Linked DNA regions of Pan troglodytes: region 1 is linked to region 2. The links are chromatin contacts, called in public capture Hi-C maps. All regions are on one chromosome and are shown on one strand. The core of a region is the stretch at or near the end of the contact, and the rest is flanking DNA. Distances in the headings are between cores, read along the strand shown.

Region 1 (6,988 bases), core at 1,212-3,711, 58 kb before region 2:
CAGCTCAATGCATCACTTTGTGGTGGAAGATTCTGTCTTTTTGAAGTTAGAGGGTTAGACAGCCTGGTTTGGGGCAGGGCCTGTCCCACCTATCAGTTCTCCACCTCTCACAGAAACGGTGTTGGTGCTGGGCACAGAGGCTCACACCTGTAATCCCAGCACTTTGGGAGGCCAAGGTAGGAGGATCACTTGGACTCAGGAGTTTGAGACCAGCCTGGGTGACACAAGGAGACCCAATACCTACAGAAAAAATTTAAAAATTAGCTGGGGCCAGGAGCAGTGGCTGACACCTGTAATCCCAGCACTTTGGGAGGCCAAGGCGGGTGGATCACCTGAGGTCAGGAGTTTGAGACCAGCCTGGCCAACATGGTGAAACACTGTCTCTACTAAAATTACAAAATTAGCTGGGTGAAGTGACACACACCTGTAGTCCCAGCTACTTGGGAGCCTGAGGCAGGAGAATCGCTTGAACCTGGGAGAAGGGGATTGCAGTGAGCCAAGATCACGCCATTGCATTCTAGCCTGAGTGACAAGAGCAAAATGTAGTCTTAAAAAAAAAAAAATTAGCTGGGCATGTAGTCCCAGCTACTCGGGTGGTGGAAGTGGGAAAATCACTTGAGCTGGGGGGTTCGAGTCTGCAGTGAGCTGTGATTGCACCACTGCACTCCAGCCTGGGCAACATAATGAGACCCTGTCTCAAAAAACCAAACCAAACCAAACAAAAAAGCTCTGCCTGCCTTCAGTCTGCTGAGGTCCAAATTTTAGATGTACTCCTTGTTCACTGTGTGCCCTTGGACAAGTTACTTCATTGTTTTAGCCTCGGTTTTCTTTTATTCTTTTGAGGCAGGGTCTTGTTCTGTTGCTCAGGCTGAAGTGCAGTGGTGTGAGCTTGGTACACTGCAGCCTTGAACTCCTGGGATCAAGTGAGCCTCCCTCCTCAGCCTCCTGAGTAGTTGAGACTACAGGTGCATGCCACCATGCCCAGCTAATTTTTCCATTTTTGTATTTTTTATAGAGACAGAGTTTTGCCATGTTGCCCAGACTGGTCTCAAAATTCCTGGACTCAAGCGATCCTCCCACTTTGGCCTCCCAAAGTGCGGGGGTTACAGGTGTGAGCCACCACACCTGGCTGGTTTTCTTATCCCTGAAATAATCCCTCAAAATTACAGAGAGGGCTGAATGAGGTAGTATTGGTAAAGTGGCTGAGATTTAGTAATCTCAATTATTGGTAGCAACTATTATTAAAAAAAATCAATGGATAGAAATGAGAACAATGCACTTTTGCCTCAGTAAAAAGTACTGACCTTTATGGTCAGAGTAATCTAAAGAGAAAGTGACCTGCCTCTGGAGGTAATGAGGCCCCCATCACTGGAGGTGCAATGAGGTCTGGGCAAGCACAGGCTGGAGAATGATGTGCACTAGAGAGAATTCAGCAAAGGCTTGGCACAGGAAACTTTAAGGGCCCTGCCTTGGGATCAGCACTATATGATAGGAAATTAGAGGAGCAGGTGAATCCTACTTCCTACTGTGGGGCATTGAGGAGAGCAGGCAGAGATGTCCCCAGCCTCTGGGAACATCAGGGGTTGGCTGCTATGGTTTGGACTGTGAGGCTCCCCAGAGGATAGGTAGTCCTGAGAGGCTGCCTGGAGGAGGCCTGCAAGGGTGGGTATGGTTCTGATAGGTGGGAAAATGTGGGATTGTATTCTAGGCCCAGGAAGGGCTTGGTGGCCGAGGGACAGAGAGGAGCCTGGGCCACTGGTCCTGAGGTTGGCCCCGGGGTTGCGTCATCATCCTCGTGCCTCAGTCTCCTGGGCTGCTGGGATTACAGGTGTGCCACTACACCTGGCTAATTTGTTTTATTTTTTTAGAGACAAGGTTTCGGCATGTTGGCTGGCATGTTGGCCAGGCTGGTCTCGAACTCCTGACCTCAGGTGATCCACTTGCCTTGGCCTCCCGAAGTGCTGGGATTACAAGCGTGAGCCACCGCGCCTGGCTGGATTTTGTCATTATCCTGGGTGCCCAAGGGGTTTGGGTGTATGGTGGTGGCAGTGGGGAAACTAGTAATTCCCTGTCCCGCCAACCCCCCAGCTTCTCCTGGAGGAGGAGCCAGGGCTACTCCCAGTGGCAAGGAGCCCGGGCCCGTAAGGAGCGGAACTGGGGAAAGAAAGACTTCTTATGCCCAGTGCATTTGGGGGCGTCCGGGGGTCGGGGAACAGTGGGGCCTTTGTCCCCAACCGCTGGGAATCTGGCCGAGGAGCTGGCCCTGGGTCTGGCTAGGCCCTCGGAAGGCAGGTCCTCTTTGAAGTGACCCTTTCAAAGCTCGGCCTGAATCCCTGGGAGGAGAGACAGCATGGGGCGGGGCATGGGGATGACTGAGACCCACGGGCCGAGGCCTGAGGGATAGAAACAGACCCGGCCTTGGCCTCTTGGGGTGTGGAGGTTGGTCGGAGGTGTGTGGGCCGGAGGAATGTGGTGGGCTGGGAGACCGCGTGGGAGCCATGTGGGAGGATAACCACGCAAGGGGCCTTAGCCCCAAGTGGGGGTGCACCTAGGCAGGGGCCAAGTTCATTCTGGCCCGAGAGTGTTTCTGTCTCCTGTCTGACTTCTGTCTGGCTCTGTGCTCCTGTATCAACAGCTGTTTCTTCCTTTTTAATTTCCCCAAAAGTGTGAGAGCTTGGAAAGAATCGGGTGTGGACGCCAGACTCAGAGCTCTTGGGAGGAGGGAGAGGTGGGGACCTGGGCAATCCAGAGCTTTTCCTGCTCCTGAGAGCCCCCGAAGGCTGGAAGGAGAGGCTGGAGGGGACACCCCCACCTCCCCCACAGAGTCTCCCTTATGCTCAAGGTGGAGGAACTCTGTATTGTTCCTGAAAAGGGACGGAAGGAGGAGGAAAGCTACCCAGAGAGGGGACATCTTCCTTTGCTTCAGCTGGAGGAATATCAGAGGCCACCCTCCTTCCCTGTCTCTCCATTTGCCTCATGGGGAAACTGAGGCCTAGAGAAGGGACAGGCCGAGGGGATAGAGCAGAGAGGAAGGGACCAGCAAGAGTGGAAGGAAGCCAGCCCTGTGTGGTTGGAACTGTAGGGACTATGGTGGCTCACACCTGTAGTCTCAGCTACTCGGGAGGCTGAGACAGGAGGATTGCTTGAGAGGATGGATGCCAAGTGGGAGGAGGAAGGGGCCTCAGGTTGTTCAGTTGTCATAAGAGGGTTGTAGAGAAGTGCCCAGAGTCCCTTCAGCTCTGACCTGCGGTGATTCCATGAAAAGAGGGAGAGGAAGGAGTGGTTCCTGCTGGTGAGTTCCCAAGGTCCAAGTAGAAAGGGGCACCCCAGGCTTTTGGACTGAGCAATGCACAGGGGAGCCTTTGGCAGCCCAAGGGAGAACCTTGCCCCCGAATCTGATGCTGTTTGTACTTCTTGCCCTGGAACCCGATCTCTCCTTGGCCTCATGGCAGTCTCTGTACTGGGGAAAATTTTTTGTTGTTGTTGTTTTCGAGACAGAGTCTCGCTTTGTCACCCAGGCTGGAGTGCAATGGCGCGATCTCGGCTCACTGCAACCTCTCCCGGGTTCAAGAGATTCTCCTGCCTCTGCCTCCCGGGTAGTTGGGATTACAGGCGCCCTCTACCATGCCCGGCTAATTTTTTTGTATTTTTAGTAGAGATGGGCGTTCACCATGTTGGTCAGGCTGGTCTCAAACTCCTGACCTCAGGTGATCCGCCCGCCTCAGCCTTCCAAAGTGTTGGGATTACAGGCGTGAGCCACCGTGCCTGGCCTGGGAAGATTCTTATAAATCTCCCTTTCCTCTTCTGGAGGTGTGGCCCTGGGCTCCTCCCCAAGAGAGGTGGAGGAGGGGGCGGAGGCCCCAGGCTGCAATGGAGGCTGTCTGCGCACTGTTATTGTGCACTGGCATCGCAGAGCTGAGCTTCATTAGCTCTAATGAAGCCTTGGCGCTGTGCCCCTCCCACACAGCACCTAGACGTTTCAAGGAAGGCGAGGGGGACAGCTGAGGTTGGGTCCAGAGCCCAGGAGATGGTCGGGGGGATGTTTGCAAGAGGAGAGGGTAGGAGGCAGAAAATGGGGACCACACAACCAGGCTGGGGTTGCCAACATGAGGGAGAAACAGCCCCTCTTCCTTCCCCACTGGGAGCTTTTTCTTCTCCAGTGGCCCAGAGGCCTAGGTACCCCCAGTGCTAGGGAAAGCCTTATCTGAGAGACGGGACGTGGTCTGGGGATGCTGAGGATATTCCCCTCAGCTACCCCTACCCCCCCAAAAAAAATGCTGAGGAGAGTGCCCCTCCTGCCCTCTCCGTAATTTCAGCCGGGGGCAGGAGAAGGCCCTGATCCCAGCATGGGAGGCCCAGGGCTTGGGAAAGTCCGCCAGTGGGCCGGAGCCGAATCGAACCCACTGTCAGTGGTGATCGCTGGTTGCTCGTGCTCTGCGTTCCAGGCTCTCTCTTGGGACCTGGATGAATGAGAAACAACCCTGCTCTCAAGGGCCTCCTTGTCTGCTTTTCCTACCGCCCAAAAGCCAGACAAAAAGTCTCCACAAAGATTGTAGAACCATGAGTTCTAAGATTTGCATCCAGCCCATCGATCAGTCCAGAACACCCCTCAGGGGCCCCCTGCCAAAAATATTAATGTAAAAATGGCCCAGTCTGACTGGGGTGATGGACCTGCAGCCTACACAAGCCAATGTCTTCACCATGGTAATCGTTGGAAAGTGAGTGTGGTCACAAAGGCGATAACAGGAGTTTAAAACTGAAAGCCGGAAGCTGGGTAGAATTGCCATAGGGATTGGTTAAAAACCAGTTGGTGATATGATTAATCTCCTTTCTCTCATCTCCTGTTTCCAAATCTATCATTAACCTGAGGATTCTATAGTGAAATCCTTTTTGATCGATTTTCAAGTGCCGTCATAAAGGGGGTGTATAATTACAGATGCAACAACTGAGACCTGGAGTGGGCAAATAACTTCACTCAAGGTCACCAAGCATCAAATTTCAAGCTGGGCCAGGCATGGTGGCTCACATCTGTAATCCCAGAGACTTGGGAAGCTTCGACAGGAGGATTGCTTGACGCCAGGATTTTTTTTTTTTTTTTTTTTTTTTTGAGAGAGGGTTTTGCTCTGTCACCCAGGCTGGAGTGCAGTGGCACAATCAGGCACACACCACCATACTTGGCTAATTTTTTTGTAGCGATGGGGGTCTCCCTATATTGCCTAGGCTGGTCTTGAACTCCTGAGCTCAAGTGATCCTCCTGCCTTGGTCTCCCAAAGTATTGGGATTACAGGCATGAACCAAAGATCAATTTGAGACCAACATGGGCAACATAGCAAGACCCTGTCTCTAAAAAATTAGCCAGGTGTGGTGGTGCACACCTGTAGTCCCAGCTACTCGGGAGGCTGAGCTGGGAATATTGCTTGAACTCAGGAGTTTGAGGCTACAGTGAGCTATGATTGCACTGCTGCACTCCAGCCTGGACAACAGAGCAAGACCCTACCCACCCCTACCCCCCAAAAAAATATTAAAGCTGGGTCTTTCAGAATCCTAGGTCTGTCATTGTGGTGACTGCTGTATTCTCTGACAACAAAGAGCCTGGCAGGACACCCCTCACCCAGGGAAGGTAGACCCTCTTTTCCACAGCTGAGCCCTGAAATCCAAGCAAAGGTTGGCATAACGAAGGGGTGGGGAGGGCAGATGTAATGGGTGGTGGGTGCAGAGAGATGTAGATTAAGTTCTGCTTCTCTGTGTCTTCTGTGATTCAGTGTGGAGTCTGGATTTGCTCGTGAGTGGCGTGGGGGACCCCAGGGTTCTGTCAATAAACATGGCTGAGCCCCTGCCTCCTCCAAAGATGCTCCAGCTCTCAGGGGAAGAAGGCTTCACTGTGGGGAGATGAGGCTTGCCAAAGCTTGAAAGATGTTTGCTAGGGCCAGGCACGGTGGTTCACGCCTGTCATCCCAGCACTTTTGGGGGCCAAGGTGGGCAAATCACGAGGGCAAGAGATCGAGACCGTCCTGGCCAACATGGTGAAACCCCATCTCTACTAAAAATACAAAAATTAGCTGGGCGTGGTGGCGTGCGCCTTTAGTCCCAGCTACTTGGGGGGCTGAGGCAGGAGAATCACTTGAACCCGGGAGGTGGAAGTTGCAGTGAGCCAAGATCATGCCACTGCACACTCCAGCCTGGTGACAGAGTGAGACTCCGTCTCAAAAAAAAAAAAAAAAAAAAAAAAAGAAAGATGTTTGCTGGGGCAAGAAAGGGATGGAGGAGAAGGGAGAGAAGGGTGTGCCAGGCAGAGGGACCAAGCATTAGCACAGGCAAGGAGGCATGAACCAGCTTGGCCTCTTAAGGGATTGATGAATACAAGGCCCAGAATAGAGGGAGGAGGTCAGGTTGGCAAGGCCAATGAGACCAGATCCCGCCCCTTCCCTCCCCCATCAGGTCGTATCCCTCATGCCATACTGAGGAACTTGCTCCCATAGCTACTTTGGAGCCACACAAGGGTCTCGGGCAGTGGAGGCAGCAGACCAGGTGAAAGGAGATGGGAGCTGAAACTGGAGGTACAGTTGGAAGGGTAGGATAAGAGTGGAGTATGTTGGCTGGGCGTGGTGGCTCACACCTGTAATCCCAGCACTTTGGGAGGCTGAGGTGGGCGGATCATCTGAGGTCGGGAGTTTGAGACCAGCCTGACCAACATGGAGAAACCCCGTCTCTACTAAAAATACAAAATTAGCTGGGAGTGGTGGCACATACCTGTAATCCCAGCTACTCAGGAAGGCTGAGGCAGGAGAATCGCTTGAACCTGGGAGGCAGAGGTTGTGGTGAGCCTAGATTGCACCTTTGCACTCCAGCCTGGGCAAATAGAGCGAAACTCCATCTCAAAATAAATAAATAGATACATACATACATAAAAATACAAAAATTAGCTGGGTGTAGTGGCGGGCACCTGTAAATCCCAGCTACTTGGGAGGCTGAGGCAGGAGAATCACTT
Region 2 (6,643 bases), core at 4,085-6,584:
ATTTGCTGAACTGCTTATTCACAATCTGTTGTGTTTCTCTCCTGGCCCTCTTATATGCATGGCAGAGATACACACGTGCCTGCATGGGGTTTGGATTTGGGTGGGTTCAGGGGTGTGCTGGCAGATGTTTAACATCTGTCTCTGGGGGAAAAAAGCCCTAATGCCTAGCGTTTTCCAGCTTCCATGGCGTAAATACTCCTACCATGGTTTATTTCAAGCCACCAACATGATGTCACCAACATGGAATTGGGAAGAGAGGCACACAGTCGCTCTCAGGAGCTGGTGTGAGCGGGCTCCAGCACACCGCTGGTTGAGTTGTTTTTAACAAAAGCAGAGTTGTAATTCTGAGATTCATTCGTGTCAGTGCAGAGAGCTCTACCTCATTCTTCTTTTAAATCAGCCACATAGAATTTCATGGTTTGAATAGACTACAATTTCTTTAAGTACTCCTCTATTGATGGATATTTAGGTTGTCTTCAAATGTTTGCTATTACACAACCTGTTGCAATGGCTTTCCTTGAATAAGTCCTTGCACGCCTGGATCTGTGCTCTCTAAGGAGATTCTTAGATGTAGAATTGCTGGGTCAAAGTCCCGGTGAACCTTTCTGAGACCAGTGTCAATTGCACTCTGAGAAAGAGGCCCTGGTTTAGACTCCCACTAAAATGTAGGAGTCTGTCTCTCCACATCCCCAACAGCATTGGATATTATAACTATTATTGTTATTTGAAGGCCAGGCATGGTGGCTTATGCCTGTGATCCCAGCACTTTGGAAGGCTGAGGCGGGTGGATCACCTGAGGTCAGGAGTTCAAGACCAGCCTGACTGTGGTGAAACCCCATCTCTACTAAAAATACAAAAATTAGCTGGATGTGGTGGCGGGTGCCTGTAGTCCCAGCTGCTAGGGAGGCTGAGACAAGAGAATTGCTTGATCCCAGGAGGCAGAGGTTGCAGTGAGCCGAGATCGCACCACTGCACTTCAGCCTGGGTGACAGAGCAAGACTCCATCTCAAAATAAATAAATAAATAAATAATACAATAAAATAAAAATAAAAATACTATTATTTGACACAGGATCTTGCTCTGTTGCCCAGACTGGAATGCAGTGGCGCAATCATGGCTCACTGCAGCCTCAACCTCCTGGGCTCAAGTGATCCTCCCATCTCAGCCTCCTGAGTAGCTGGGACTACAGGTTTGTGCCACCACACCCAGCTAATTAAAAAAAATTTTTTTTTGGTAGAGGCAGGGTCTCACTACATTGCTCAGACTGGTCTTCAACTCCTGGTCTAAAGTGATCATCGTGCCTCGGCCTTTCAAAGTGCTGGGATTTTAGGCTTGAGCCACTTCACCCAGACAGCATTAAATATTATTAACATTTTAAACTTTTGCTAATCAGATAAGGGAAATGGTATCTCATTATTGTTTTTATTTTCATTGCCCTCATTACTAGGGAGATTAAATCTTTTCTCATTAGCATATTGGCTGTTTCTATTTTCTCTGTAATTGCTTGATCAGACCATGTGCCCATTTTTCTGTTGGGTTGTTTATCTTTTTCTTATGTTGATTTGTGGGAGAAAAGCTCTTTGTGTTTTACAGCTATTAACCCTTTGTTAGTTTTTGCAAATATTTGCTTTGGCCTGCCATTTGCCTTTCACTTTGCAGTGTAGAAACTGAAAACAAATTTTTTGTTGTTGTTTTGTTTTGTTTTTTGAGACAGAGTTTCACTCTTGTCGCCCAGGCTGGAGTGCAATGGTGTGATCTTGGCTCACTGCAACCTCTGCCTCCTGGGTTCAAGTGATTCTCCTGCTTCAGTCTCCCTAACAGCTGGGATTACAGGTGCCCACCATCATGCCCAGCTAATTTTTGTATTTTTGGTAGAGACGGGGTTTCACCACGTTGGCCAGGCTGGTCTTGAACTCCTGACCTCAGGTGATTCACCCTCCTTGGCCTCCCAAAGTGCTGGGATTACAGGCGTGAGCCACCGCGCCCTGCCTAACAATTTTTAATTTTATTTTTATTTAATTTTATTTATTTTTTTGAGACCGAGTCTCACCCTGTCATCCAGGCTGGAGTGCAGTGTTACGATCTCGGCTCACTGCAACCTCCGCCTCCCGGGTTCAAGCCATTCTCCTGTCTCAGCCTCCCAAGTAGCTGGGATTACAGGCGCCTACCACCATGCCCAGTTAATTTTTATATTTTTAGTAAAGATGAGGTTTTGCCACATTGGCCAGGCTGGTCTTGAACTCCTGACCTCAAGTGATCAGCTGATGCACCTCAGCCTTCCAAAGTGCTGGGATTACAGACGTGAGCCACCGTGCCTGGCCGAAAACAATTGTTTAAAATGTGACCAAAGCTGTTCATCTTTTCTTCATGGATTCTGCATCTCATGTTTAGGATGGCCTTAGGATTATAAAAATATTTTCTTACTTTTTCCCCAGTGCTTTTATAATTTTCACAATTGGCTCTGCCGTGTGATTGCATTTGTGTATTGTGAGCTAGAAATGATCCCCCCGCCCCCGATGGTAGCCATTTGTCCCAGGGACATCTGTTGAGGCCCCCATCCTTCCCCCTGATTGGAAGTGCTGCCTTTATCATATAATAAATATCCATATGGCCCGCTTCCCCCCTTTCTAGCCTTAACATTGCTCTGCCTTTTCTGCCGTGCCAGCCGGCTTCAGTTGTGCCATCCATTCGGGATGTTTCAGTCCCTGGTAGGGCAGATCCTCCCGCGTTACACTCTTTCTTTAAAAACTATTCCTGGCTGTCTTTGTGCGTTAGCTCATCCAGATGAATTTCAGAATAGGCTTATCATGTTCCATTTTTTAAAGGTCCCCATGGACTTATTCTGAAGGGAGTTGGGGTAATCCTTGGTGGAGGCTGTCTGAAGCCCCTCCTCCTCTCCAGGTGCCCTTCTCTTCTGACCTGCTGAACCTTGGTGTCCATGTCCTGGAGACGGGGGCAGGGACCCCTTTTCTGGGATCAGCATGCAGCTCAGATGGTATTGCCTCCCAAATGAACACAGCTGGGCTACCCCAGGTCAGGTGCACACCCGAGTGTAGCTGTGGTGAGTGCAGCTGTGGTGAGTGCAGCTGTGGTGGGTGTGTTCACATACACAAGAGGCTGTCGCCCACGCTGGAGCCCCCGAACTGGAGGAGTTCAAAACACAGCCCTCCCAGCAGGGCCCTCGGCCGGGAGAACAGGGGAAGGCGCTGCCCCCACCTCTCTAAAGAGTCTCCGCTGTGTTCTAGACAAATACAACGACTTCATCGAGGCCAACCGCATTGAGGACGCGCGGGAGCGAATGAGGACGCTGCGGAAGCTGGTAAGGAGAGAGAGGTGCTGTCAGGCACGAGGTGGGGCAGCTGCCTGAGCACCTCTGTCCCAGGAGGCAGGGAGTCGGGTGCTGCCCACGACCCCTGTGGCCTTGGAGAAGCCCCGCTCCACTCAGGGCCTCAGTTTCCCCATCCATACAAGAGAACGGGGGTTAGAGGATAGGTTCCAGACTCCCTGAGGCATGGTAGTGGGAGATCTTTGGGGCATGGTGGTGACGGGGGACAGGGGCAGGCCCTCACAGCCTGTCCCCATGCCCCTCCTCTCTCCTGCTCAGATCCGGGATCTCCCAGGACACTACTATGAAACGCTCAAATTCCTTGTGGGCCATCTCAAGACCATCGCTGACCACTCTGAGAAAAACAAGGTGGGGAGGAGTCCCGCATGGAGTCTGGGGGAGGCAAGCACGGACTTACTGTGTGGGGGCCCTCAGCACGCACTGAGCTCCAGCAGGTCCAGTAACTCAGGCCCCTCTAGGCACGCCCTCCTCCTATGACTGCTCCGTCCCCACCCCGCTCCTACATGCTGGTCAGTGCTTTCCCCCAGAGAGCCATCTCCTGAGTTTCTGAGGGCTTTCCAGAGGCAGGGAACCCCGGCGCCCCGTATCTGATGCATTGCCATCCTCCGACTTAGCTCAAGTCCCTCGCATTGCATTTTCCTCATCAAACCCCTTATGCCTTCTGGTTCTGCAGTGGGGAAAATGAGGGGAGTGATTTTTTGTGTTTTGTTTGTTTGTTTGTTTGTTTTGAGACGAAGTCTCACTCTGCCGCTCAGGCTGCAGTGACTTGGCACGATCTCGGCTCACTGCAACCTTCGCCTCCCGGGTTCAAGCGATGCTCCTGCCTCAGCCTCCCGAGTAGCTGAGATTACAGGCACCTGGAAGTGATCGGATTTTTTTCCCAGGCCTAAAATAACCCCTGGGACCTCCAACATGTTTCCTACTGCAGGGTCTCCCACTGCTGGCACTGACCACTCAGGGCTGCCTTGTATAGGTGTGCAGGTTGGGCACTGCTCATGGCTGCTGGGCCTGGGGATGAAAGGGGCTGAAATCTTGTCTGTGCTCTACTCATCAAGCATCTCCATGCCCATACAAGGGGGTGTCCACCCTCTAAGCTGGGGACTGGTGAGGATGTAGTTGGGGACAGAGGCCTCAGGTGCCAGAGTGAGGGAGGACCGAGTTCAGGATGTTGACAGTGACCTGCTTTCCCTGCTGCCCAGATGGAACCCCGGAACCTGGCCCTGGTCTTTGGGCCGACACTGGTGAGGACGTCAGAGGACAACATGACAGACATGGTGACCCACATGCCTGACCGCTACAAGATCGTGGAGACACTGATCCAGCACGTAAGCCCCTGTTCCAGGGGGGCGCCCGGCAGCCCCTGGGGCCCAGGCCATGTTCCTCTGAGCCCCTCGCTCTTGCTCCGCCTGGCGGAGTGTGCCCCAGGAAGGGCTCGGCAGCTTTAGAGCATGCTGCTAGGGTGGTATATACTCCTCCAAAGCCATGGGCTGCATTTCAAGGCAAGGCAGGAATGGATCCTGGAATCCCTGCTGCCCTGGGATGTTGTGTCCCCAGCAGGAGAGTCAAGAGGCCCCCGAGCATCCGAGATGCCTGGGAAAGGTAGAAGAGGAGGAAGGGCAGGGAAGGTGCTACTGGTGGAGGGCGGAAGGGGCAGCTGCAGAAGTTGGCCCCTGGAGAGGTGTCCTGGCAGACACGAGCAGACGGGGGCCAAGGTCTGGCCTGATATCAGGAGGCCCCGGCTCTAGTGACTTTCCCTGCTGGCCCCACTGAGGTTTTGGGGAGATAGTGGTGATGTTCCTGGTAACAAGGGGTGGATGGGACAGGGCACAGGGCCTTGGCCTGAGGCAGGATCCTGCACCAGTGCTTGGCATGTACTGGGCTGGCCACCTCCCTTCTCATGGCTTCCTGGATGCCAACAGCCCTGGTCCTGTAGGTTCTTGTTACTGTGCATGGGCGGAGGAGAACCCAGAGTGGCCAGCAGAGGGCGTAGGAGGCCTTGGTTTTCCAGAGCCCAACCCTAAGGCAGCACTGCCGCCTTCTGGTGTGCACACGGATGTCATTATGAATCATAGATTTTCCATTTCCAATTCTTGTTACAGCCCACAAAGGATGAGAACAGAGCCCCTCCTGCCAGGGGAAATAAGACTGGCAGCTGGTCAGAGGAAGAGAAGCCTCAGTCCCAAGCCCCCTAGACACTTTAGGGAAGGAAAGCTGGGCCCTATCACCCCCATTTTACAGAGGAGGAAACAGGCTCAGAGAGGCAAAGCAACTTGCTCATGGTCACACAGCTAATAAGTGGCAGCCCAAGATTTCAAGCCAGATCTGACTAACCAAAGCCTGTGCTTTCCTCCTGCTATCAACCCAAAGGCCAGACTCCTAGGTCCCTCCTTGAGCTGGCTTGGGACGGAGGGAGGGGGCCAGGGTAAGGAGGCGAGGTGGTGAGCAGCTGAGCCATGTTAACAGCCTTGCTTGCCCATCTCCCTCCTTCACTGCATGCTCAGGGCTCCGAGCCACAGGAGGGAGGATCACAGCCTGCTGCATCCGGACACTGGGAACACCACTCCAGAGCTGTCTGGGAGGCCAGGGCTGCCCTGCAGCGTTGGGGATCCTGATGAGGCCTTGGGAAAGCTTAGCTCTCCAGGGCACCAGGGAGCCCCGGAACCTCCCGTGAGGGTGTGTTTTGGGGGCAGCAGCAGGGAAGAATGGGTGTCTGGCCCTGTGCTCCTGGAGAAGTCCCTGGAAGCCCAAGGTCTGAGGTCAGCTGAGGTGTCAGGAACTGCAGCCTTCAGGGAGGAAGGAGGCCAAAGCCCCAAGGGGGAGTCCCTGCTCTGGGCAGGGTGGAGAAGGTGGAGTTTGTCTCATTTAGCACTGACACTACTGGCACACAGTGGCTACTCAGTGTTTGTGGAGTATAAATGACTGAGTAAATTGCTAATTGAGGTTACGTCAGGCTGGGCTTTTCTTTCTCTTTCTCTCTCTCTCTTTCTTTTCGCTTTTTTTTGTTTTTTTGTTTTTTTTTTGATAGAGTCTCAGTCTGTCGCCCACACTGGAGTGCAGTGGGCAGATACGGCCCACTTCCAGGCTCAGGCGATCCTGCCATCTCAGCCTCCTGAGTAGCTGGGACTAGAGATGCCACCACCACACCACCTGGCTAATTTTTGTATTCTTTGGTAGAGATGAGGTCTTACTATGTTGCCAGGGCTAGTCTTGAACTCCTGGACTCAAGCGATCCTCCCATCTCGGCCTTCCAAAGTGCTGAGATTACAGGTGTGAGCCATCACGCCCAGCCAGGCTGGG

What was found. Capture Hi-C pulls out chosen DNA fragments and counts their contacts.
Region 1: a contact with region 2 is called in a capture Hi-C map of stem cell-derived neural stem cells, with 2.8 times the contacts expected there. The contact joins two enhancer-like sites. A contact is called at or near these places in 4 of 7 Hi-C or Micro-C datasets (blood, induced pluripotent stem cells and stem cell-derived neural progenitor cells) and 1 of 1 other capture datasets (stem cell-derived neural stem cells).

Annotation. Positions count from the first base shown.
Region 1 is chr19:29,653,699-29,660,686 of NHGRI_mPanTro3-v2.0_pri, reverse strand. All of the region lies in intron 1 of ARHGAP23 (Rho GTPase activating protein 23), which reads left to right. Among named protein-coding and RNA genes, the nearest start is that of ARHGAP23, 17 kb to the left of the region's middle. Within about 2 kb of position 2,461, at least 6 of the 24 cell types and tissues checked have an H3K27ac peak or open chromatin away from gene starts, as enhancers often do. A contact at or near this core is called in stem cell-derived neural stem cells, where this site is marked.
Region 2 is chr19:29,599,197-29,605,839 of NHGRI_mPanTro3-v2.0_pri, reverse strand. ARHGAP23 (Rho GTPase activating protein 23) reads left to right here. Exons shown (of 24, transcript XM_054671613.2): 18 at 3,246-3,319; 19 at 3,605-3,694; 20 at 4,546-4,671. Among named protein-coding and RNA genes, the nearest start is that of ARHGAP23, 72 kb to the left of the region's middle. Within about 2 kb of position 5,334, at least 2 of the 24 cell types and tissues checked have an H3K27ac peak or open chromatin away from gene starts, as enhancers often do. A contact at or near this core is called in stem cell-derived neural stem cells, where this site is marked.